2 separate regions of the Macaca mulatta genome follow, and region 2 is linked to region 1. The links are chromatin contacts, called in public Hi-C maps. All regions are on one chromosome and are shown on one strand. Each heading gives the region's core, a stretch centred on a gene start, on an enhancer-like site or on the middle of the called end of the contact. The rest is flanking DNA. Distances are from core to core; before and after follow the strand shown.

Region 1 (3,627 bases), core at 428-2,927:
TTGGCCTGGCTGGTCTCGAACCCCTGACCTCAGGTTATCCACCCACCTCAACCTCCCAAAATGCTAGGATTACAGGCGTGAGCCACCGTGCCTGGCCAGGGGAGCCCGTGTTTCTGATGGAACACATCTCAACATTTAGTAGTGAAGGAGCAGAAAAGCAGGTCGGCAGTCACTTGGCTGGGCTGAGTGCATGCTGAAAAGGCAAACTGGGAATGGAGTGTGGCAGGCCTTGAATGCCAGGCTAAATATTGTGGACTGTATCAGACAGGAGATGGGACTCCAGGTGATGGAACCCAGTCTCATGGTACCAAAGTAACCTGCAGGAAACAGTGCCTTCAGGAGCGAGTCAGGAGAGATGCCCAAGTAAGAGGCATTACAATGACGGAAGCACCGGGCACTGGTCCTTGACTAGACGTAGATGACAGGTTGGAGGACACCAGGGCCGTTCATGGGTGCTGGTGCTGAAGGTCCCACCCCTCTACCCCTCAGTCCTTCCTGAAAGCTCAGAGCAGGGTCCTGTGTCACAGAATCTCAGAGCACCACTCCTTTAAAATGAGCTGTGCACTGGCTCTCTCACCACTGGTCTTACAGGCCAGAAATGAGTCCGGCAGCATCCCAGAGCTGACCCCAGGGCAGGCTCTCAGAGGCACTTGGTGCCGGATGAATGAATGAGCAGGGGAAGAACTATTCAATTAGGGACAGAAATGCAGGACGGGAGAAAGGCCCAGAGTGTGATGGTCTGTATGGAGGGACAGAAACTTGATGTTCAGAGGCTGGGCAGGATTGCTGGGAGTGAGGGTGGGATGGAGCTGCTTCTGGGGGCACAATCTTGGGGGTAAAGGCGGAGAGTAACCAGATGGCAGGCAGAATCGGCAGCTACTAAGGGGTGAGAGTGGTGAGCGTTGCAGAATCCTTGGGAGAAGCCTTTTATCTTAGTGGATCTGTGGGCAGCGGCCTTTAGTGGAACAATCAACTGACATCCCCAGATGATCACTGTCCATGCTGAAAGTCACCGCAGTGGAAGAACTTCTTTTCATGCACAGGAGAAGCAGGTTCAGAACCAGGGGAGAAGGAAAATGAAAGGAAAGAGAAAGAAGGGTATGAGCTGAAGCAAAGGATGGATCAGAAACGGGGAGAGATTAGGACAGCGCGTGGGAAGTGCCCCCTGCTTGGGTTCTGCTCCGGTAGTGTGGGATTTGGAGGAGGATCAAGGTCAGAGGCCCAGTCGACCTTCCCAAGGCCCCGGCCCCGCTGCAGTCCCCCGCACCCACGCCTTGACTCTGGGGCTATGACTCCTCTCTTCTGCTCCGTAAATCAATCTTTTGCCCGCTGTACTATGACTGTTCATGTGTTCGTCCGCCTGACCTTCAACCTCCATCCAGCTCGGGAGCTCCCCCAGAGCGCGCTGGAGCTTGAAATTTCGAATGCCGTTATCGCTGAGTGAATGAATGAACGAAAGAATGAATGAATGAGAGAAAGGAAGAGGAGCCCCCCCATTGCAGGTGCTGCGCGCGCCCTCCGGGAGCTGTTCCTCAAGCCCCGACAGCCGCCGGACCCGCTGTCCCTCCGCAGCTCCCGTCGCGGGGAGAGCAGCCCCGACCCTGCCCGCGCTCACCCCGCGGATCCTGCGAAGCAGAGGCGCTGCCGCGGCCGGGCTCCATGCCGCCATGCCCGGCCGACGCGACCCGCCGCCCGAGGTCACTGTATGCCCGAAAGACGCGGAGCAGGGAACCGAGAGCCGCCGCCTTGGGAGAGGCTGCCCCCTGCCGCCCGGAGGCCATCAGCCTCCAGGCCCCGCCCCAGTCCTCAAGGCCCCGCCCCAGAGGCCTCCTGTCGCCTGGCTCCGCCCCCGGAGGCTGCCGGCCTCCCGGCCCAGCCCAGACCTCCCCTGGCCCTGGCTGACTCGCCACCCCCGACACTGCAGCGCCTGCCGGCCTCGGGGCCCCGCCCTCTGCCTTCGCTCGCGCCGCGCTCCTTCAGCCTCCCCAGGGCCTGTTTCACGGATGGGGTCCCCTTGCCCGCGTGAATATCTTCCTCCTCAGCTCGGAAACACTCTAAGGTCTCAGCGACCGATACTGGCCTTCCCTCATCCGAATACCCCTCGTGCCCCGATGTACTTTTCCATTCCCACTCCACATGCTGGCAGCCTAGCTTCTAAGCTGAGGAGCTTGGCCTTCGCTCCAGGTGCTGGAAGGATTTGATTTCGCAGTTTAGAAAGATCGCTCTGCTCCTGTGAGGAGGGCGTGTAGGGGCTGCAACCAGAGACACAGTCAGAAGCTCCGAGGCTACAGCGATGGTCCAGGTGAGAATGGAGGTGCCTAACTAAACCAGTGGCGGGAGGGATGGAAGAATGAACTGAGACACTTAGGAGGTGAATGGAATCCAGCGATTGCATGTGGGGTGAGGGTGGGAAAGGTATCTGAGATGACTCCCGTTTCTGGCTTGGACAATGACTTGGATGGAGGGTTAGGTGGGAGCAGAGTAGAGTCCACGAACAGTTTTTAATTTGCCTGAGTTTAAGGTGCCACAGGACACAGCCTAACAGAGGCCCAGGTTGGAGCCATGGACCATGGAGTCATGAGAATGGAAGGGAAGCTGACGCCATGTGGGATGGGGTAGAACTGTCCGCAAATTCGTCCCGCCTCTGGAGTCTTCAGACCAGTCAAGACCGAAATTGAACCAAGCCTCTCCTCTCTATAGCTGTTATTTGTTTGCAGCACGTGGTCAGGTGGCACCCTGCAGGATTTATCAGCTTTTTGCCAACATTCTGGCCTATGCAATCAATACGTCCCTTCAGCGTTGCACTCGGATGGATTGGACCTACAGTTGTTCTATATGGATATTATCTAAATTATTTATTACAGTATTAGCTGACTCCTATCTTCTGGCCTTCAGAATTTCTCCTTTGGATCAATTACTAGCCTGTCTTACATTTTCTGCTTCATTCCTTTAAAATGTTTAGAGATGATTTGCTAACTTCTAAGTTTTCTTCATTGCAGTCAATGATGCAGTTTAAACTGTCAAAAAATGTTTTTTTCTCAAGCAGGGTAGTAGTGGTAAACCATTCCCTTGCTCTTCAGACAGCATGGTTTAGATGAGGCACACCCATCCCCAGCTCTAGGAATGGAAACAGGACCCAAGTCTGGCTAATCAGAGATTGGCTTAGGGTTGGCCCCATGATCTGAGCCAGACCAATGAGAGTTGGTAGAGGGACTTTTCTGGAACTAAAGAAATGGATCCTGGCGGGGCATGGTGACTCATGCCTGTAATCCCAGCACTTTGGGAGGCCGAGGCAGGTGGATCATCTGAGGTCAGGAGTTCGAGACCAGCCTGACCAACATGGTGAAACCCCGTCTCTACTAAAAATACAAAATTAGCCGGGCGTGGTGGTGCATGCCTGTAATCCCAGCTACTCAGGAGGCCGAGGCAGGAGAATCGCTTGAACCCGGGAGGCGGCGGTTGCAGTGAGCCAAGATGGCGCCATTGCACTCTAGCCTGGGCAACAGAGTGACTCTGTCTCAAAGAAAAAAACCAAATGGATCGTTTTCTTTTGCAACTTCTGTTTTAGAATCGGGATATATATGCAGGCTTGTTACGGAGGTATATTGCTTTTGCAACTTGTAGTTT
Region 2 (3,627 bases), core at 419-2,918, 330 kb before region 1:
TACAGGCTTGTGCCACCGCGCCCGGCCTCCCACCAGCTGTACTTCTACCTATACTTCCATCACTAGAGTATCCACCTGCTGGATTTGTTTGCTGATGTATCCCTAACACCTAGAACAGAACCTGGCACATAGTAGACACTCAGTAAACATTTATTGAGAGGTTGAATGGATCCGATTTTGACCTGTTTTGCCTCCTGCCAGGACCCCATCTGCACTATATGTCCACCCAATGACCAGCATCTCCAGTGCATCCATTTCTTTAGGCCCAACCCATCATGTTTACGTTCTGAAGAGAGTCAGTAGAGAGAGTTTTGAAGACACAATAGCGTGCCCTGTACAGTTATCTTCCCAGATCTATCTGTAGTAGATCCATGAGAGTTGACAGTAGACCCATGCATATTAGTGCTTGCTGGGGGCAGAAGGAGAGGTGATGATGCAAGTAAGTACTTCAACCCTAAGTCTGAAAAGTTGATGACTACACAGAATCACTTCACCTAACTCCAACAGATATATACACAACAGAGTTTGGGAGAAATGAGAGATCTGGAGGCTGGCTAGGTGGAGGAGGCAACACCTGAATTAGGGCTTTAAGCTAGACCTTGAATAATACGTCATGCCATCACACTAACAAACTCACAGCAAGGCTCCCAAATTTTGGGAAAGTGGCCCCCAGAGCCTTAGACTTTTAAACCAAAGCCTAATGTTTCACAAAGTCTCCTGAGACAGAATCACTAGCAAGCTTGTAGGACCTTTCCGGAAAAAGGATGTATATGGATTCACACAGACACACATCTACGTGCAGAACGTGCCATTCTGTATTTGATGCATAAAACCACCTTGTCCCGGTCTCAGGGCAGGAACAGTGTCATACAGATCTTTGGGTCTTCACTGCTTTTGCACAATGGCTCTTAGAGATTAAACTCTTTTTTTTCCGAATATTTTATAGGTTTTTTGACATTAAAACGTTAGTCTCATCTGGGTGCGGTGGTACACGCCAGTAATCCCGGTACTTTGGGAGGCGGAGGCAGGAAGATCGCTTGAGTCCATAAGTTGGAGACCACAGTGGGCTATGATCACGCCACTGCACTCCTGTGCCAGCCTGGGTGGCACTGAAAGACCCTGTCTTTAAAAAAAAACAAAAAGTTAGACTTATGTTCTTTCCTAAGGAATAATATTAGTGTTAGATATTGCCTAATAACTAAGACTACCAATTTTGTGTAGAGTATAATACAAGCTAAAAAATACATTCGAAAGACTTTCTGTCCCCAATTTATAAATCCTGGTTAGTTTAGCTAAGTCTGCAGTTGTACTGGGATCAGCAATCCCTCCTTAAATGCAGCAGTATTGTGAGTGTCATGAGGGGCTACCCCAAATCAAAATAATTTTAAAAGCAAACCTTAGCTTGGTCATTAGTTCCACCTTCTTCCTTGTTCCTTTTCCTTTACCAAGATGGCCGCTGTGTCGTTCGCTCCTCATTGGTCGGATTTTCCGCAGGTGCCGATTCTAGCCCCACCTACTAGCTCTCCATTCCAAGTCCTAAATCATTGGGAATGTAATAGACAGACGAGCGGGAGTGGGCGGAGCGGGCGCCGGATGTGACGTTTCCGGAACCTCCGAGTGTCATCCGCTGGGAAAGGTGGGGAAGGGTCCCGGGAACGTGGTGGTGCAGGGCCTCCAAGCGTGGTCGGACTCTGAAGGGGAGCGGCCGCCGTGAGTGTGGGGCCTGCAGCCTTCTCTCCCCGAGTCCCCTGCCCGGCTTGCCTCGCTCGAGGTACCCGAAGGCTTCGGTCTCCGCGGGCTGGCGCCTGACCAGCCAGGCCCAGCGCTTCCCTGCCTCCTGCGTTTGAAAGATCCCAAAAACCCTGGATGATTGTGCCTGGGGTTGGCAAGTTGGTCTTGAGTGGCTTCAAGAGGGTTCCTCAAACAGTTGTCGATAGAGCCCTCTCCACTGTATATGCCCCCTCCGCTCATTCCTGCTACTTCCTTTCTCCTCCTCGTTTTTCCCCCTCGGTCCTTCACGCCGCCTTTCCCCCCTCACTTGCAGATGCTGCTTCCCCTTTTTGGAATTGCTCAACCGGGTGGTAACCGGCGCCGCTTCCTGGCCTCGGGAGGTGGTTCCTTTCTTAACCCACAAGAACCTCTCCCAAGAGGTACTGAGATGCAACGAGCATCCTCTGTTTCAGTTAACTTTCATGGACTGTGGACTAGGTTTACTAATTACTTGGGGAGGTTTTAGATATGTTTGCGGCTTTCCTAGTCCCTAAAGAGGCCTCGTGAGAGATGGACTATCTCTGCCTCCTTAGTAGTCCTCACGGCTTTTGTGCTCTTAGTGAGGGTGTTTTAGAGGGGAAGCTTTGTGAAAGAATTGTGATCCGAATATTGAAGAGACCTAAAGAGGGAATTGACTGAGAGAAGACTACCCCTGAGGGAAGAGTTGTAGTAGAAAAGAAAAACTGGATAGACAAATGAAACTGAAATGTGAGGATGCCTGGGCAGATTGGAATCCTGACTGAAGCAAAAGATCTCTGTTGGGGAGGGCCAGTTGCCACAGGGCCTTGAATTCCAAGATTTATTCTACTGTAGTTTGTATATTCTAGAGCATACTGATTAGGGTCTGCTGTAATGCAATGTGTGTCAAATACCCAGATTTATTTTGGAGATGACAGTGGCGATATCTGGTTGGAATTTGGAGTCTGATTCTAACAGCAACTATATCTAGAAAGACTAGAATTACTGGAGTTTTGGGACCCCAGGGGTTTTTGCAATGCAAGTTACCATCGTGCCTTTTTGTTATTCAGAGTGTTTAGTCTATGAAGATGAGTAAATGTTTTCAAGATTCAAATCTCTTGCCATGATAATGATAAATGAATGATTTTATAGATTGACTATAGTAGTTTAGTGAGCAGAGTTACAATTATGAGCATTAATTCCCAGACCAGTTCCCCTAACTCACCTTGCGCTCAAATATGAAAAAGGACACCACAGAAGATGTCAGTTACTCTCAGATTAGATAAAAATGGTCAACCTTGAAGTCAGTGAACAATCCTCACGAAAGTTCACTGAGTGCACTGTGCCAGGTACTGGGGTGGAGGTATGTGGGTATCTGGAAGGAGAAATAATAGAAAATAAAAGATGCTGTTCCCACTCTTACAGTGCTGTGGGTAGAGTCACTTAATGGCAAGAATTTGATTAACTTGAACTGAGCTTTTGGTTGGCCCACTGTGGTTCTACTCCTTATAACACCTAATTATGGCACAGGGGTTGTACGTTTTCAAGTCTGCCAGTCCTCTCATTGTTATGATTTGGACTTCCTTGAGGGTCTCAGCCTTCTTGTAGGAAAGTCCTTATTTAATAGGCACCACAGCATTTGGTATGTTTCTCTTATACTTTCTTCTTAAGATAGAGGTCTGTGAGATAAACTGTAAGACTGTGCTGGGATGATGGGGGCAATGGTATTCATGCCATCTGTTTTTTCTGTCTCAGAACTTGGTCCTGATGTCTGACCATGGAGATGTGAGCCTCCCGCCCGAAGACCGGGTGAGGGCTCTCTCCCAGCTGGGTAGTGCGGTAGAGGTGAATGAAGACATTCCACCCCGTCGGTACTTCCGCTCTGGAGTTGAGATTATC

Evidence for each region. A called contact is a pair of places that touch in the nucleus more often than the background predicts.
Region 2: a contact with region 1 is called in a Hi-C map of fetal cortex germinal zone, with 5 times the contacts expected there. The contact joins the promoter of STAMBP here to the promoter of BOLA3 in region 1. A contact is called at or near these places in 4 of 14 Hi-C or Micro-C datasets (blood, cortical neurons, fetal cortex germinal zone and 1 more).

Annotation. Positions count from the first base shown.
Region 1 is chr13:50,664,483-50,668,109 of T2T-MMU8v2.0, reverse strand. BOLA3 (bolA family member 3) reads right to left here and starts at 1,677. Exons shown (of 4, transcript NM_001265651.1): 1 at 1,616-1,677. The coding sequence starts at 1,669. It overlaps LOC106993013 (a long non-coding RNA gene), which reads left to right and starts at 1,833. Exons shown (of 2, transcript XR_001439181.3): 1 at 1,833-2,302; 2 at 2,522-3,627.
Region 2 is chr13:50,990,714-50,994,340 of T2T-MMU8v2.0, reverse strand. STAMBP (STAM binding protein) reads left to right here and starts at 1,668. Exons shown (of 11, transcript NM_001260604.1): 1 at 1,668-1,710; 2 at 2,045-2,150; 3 at 3,484-3,627. The coding sequence starts at 3,496. LOC106993010 (a long non-coding RNA gene) reads right to left here and starts at 1,460. Exons shown (of 4, transcript XR_013402695.1): 1 at 1,397-1,460; 2 at 837-1,123.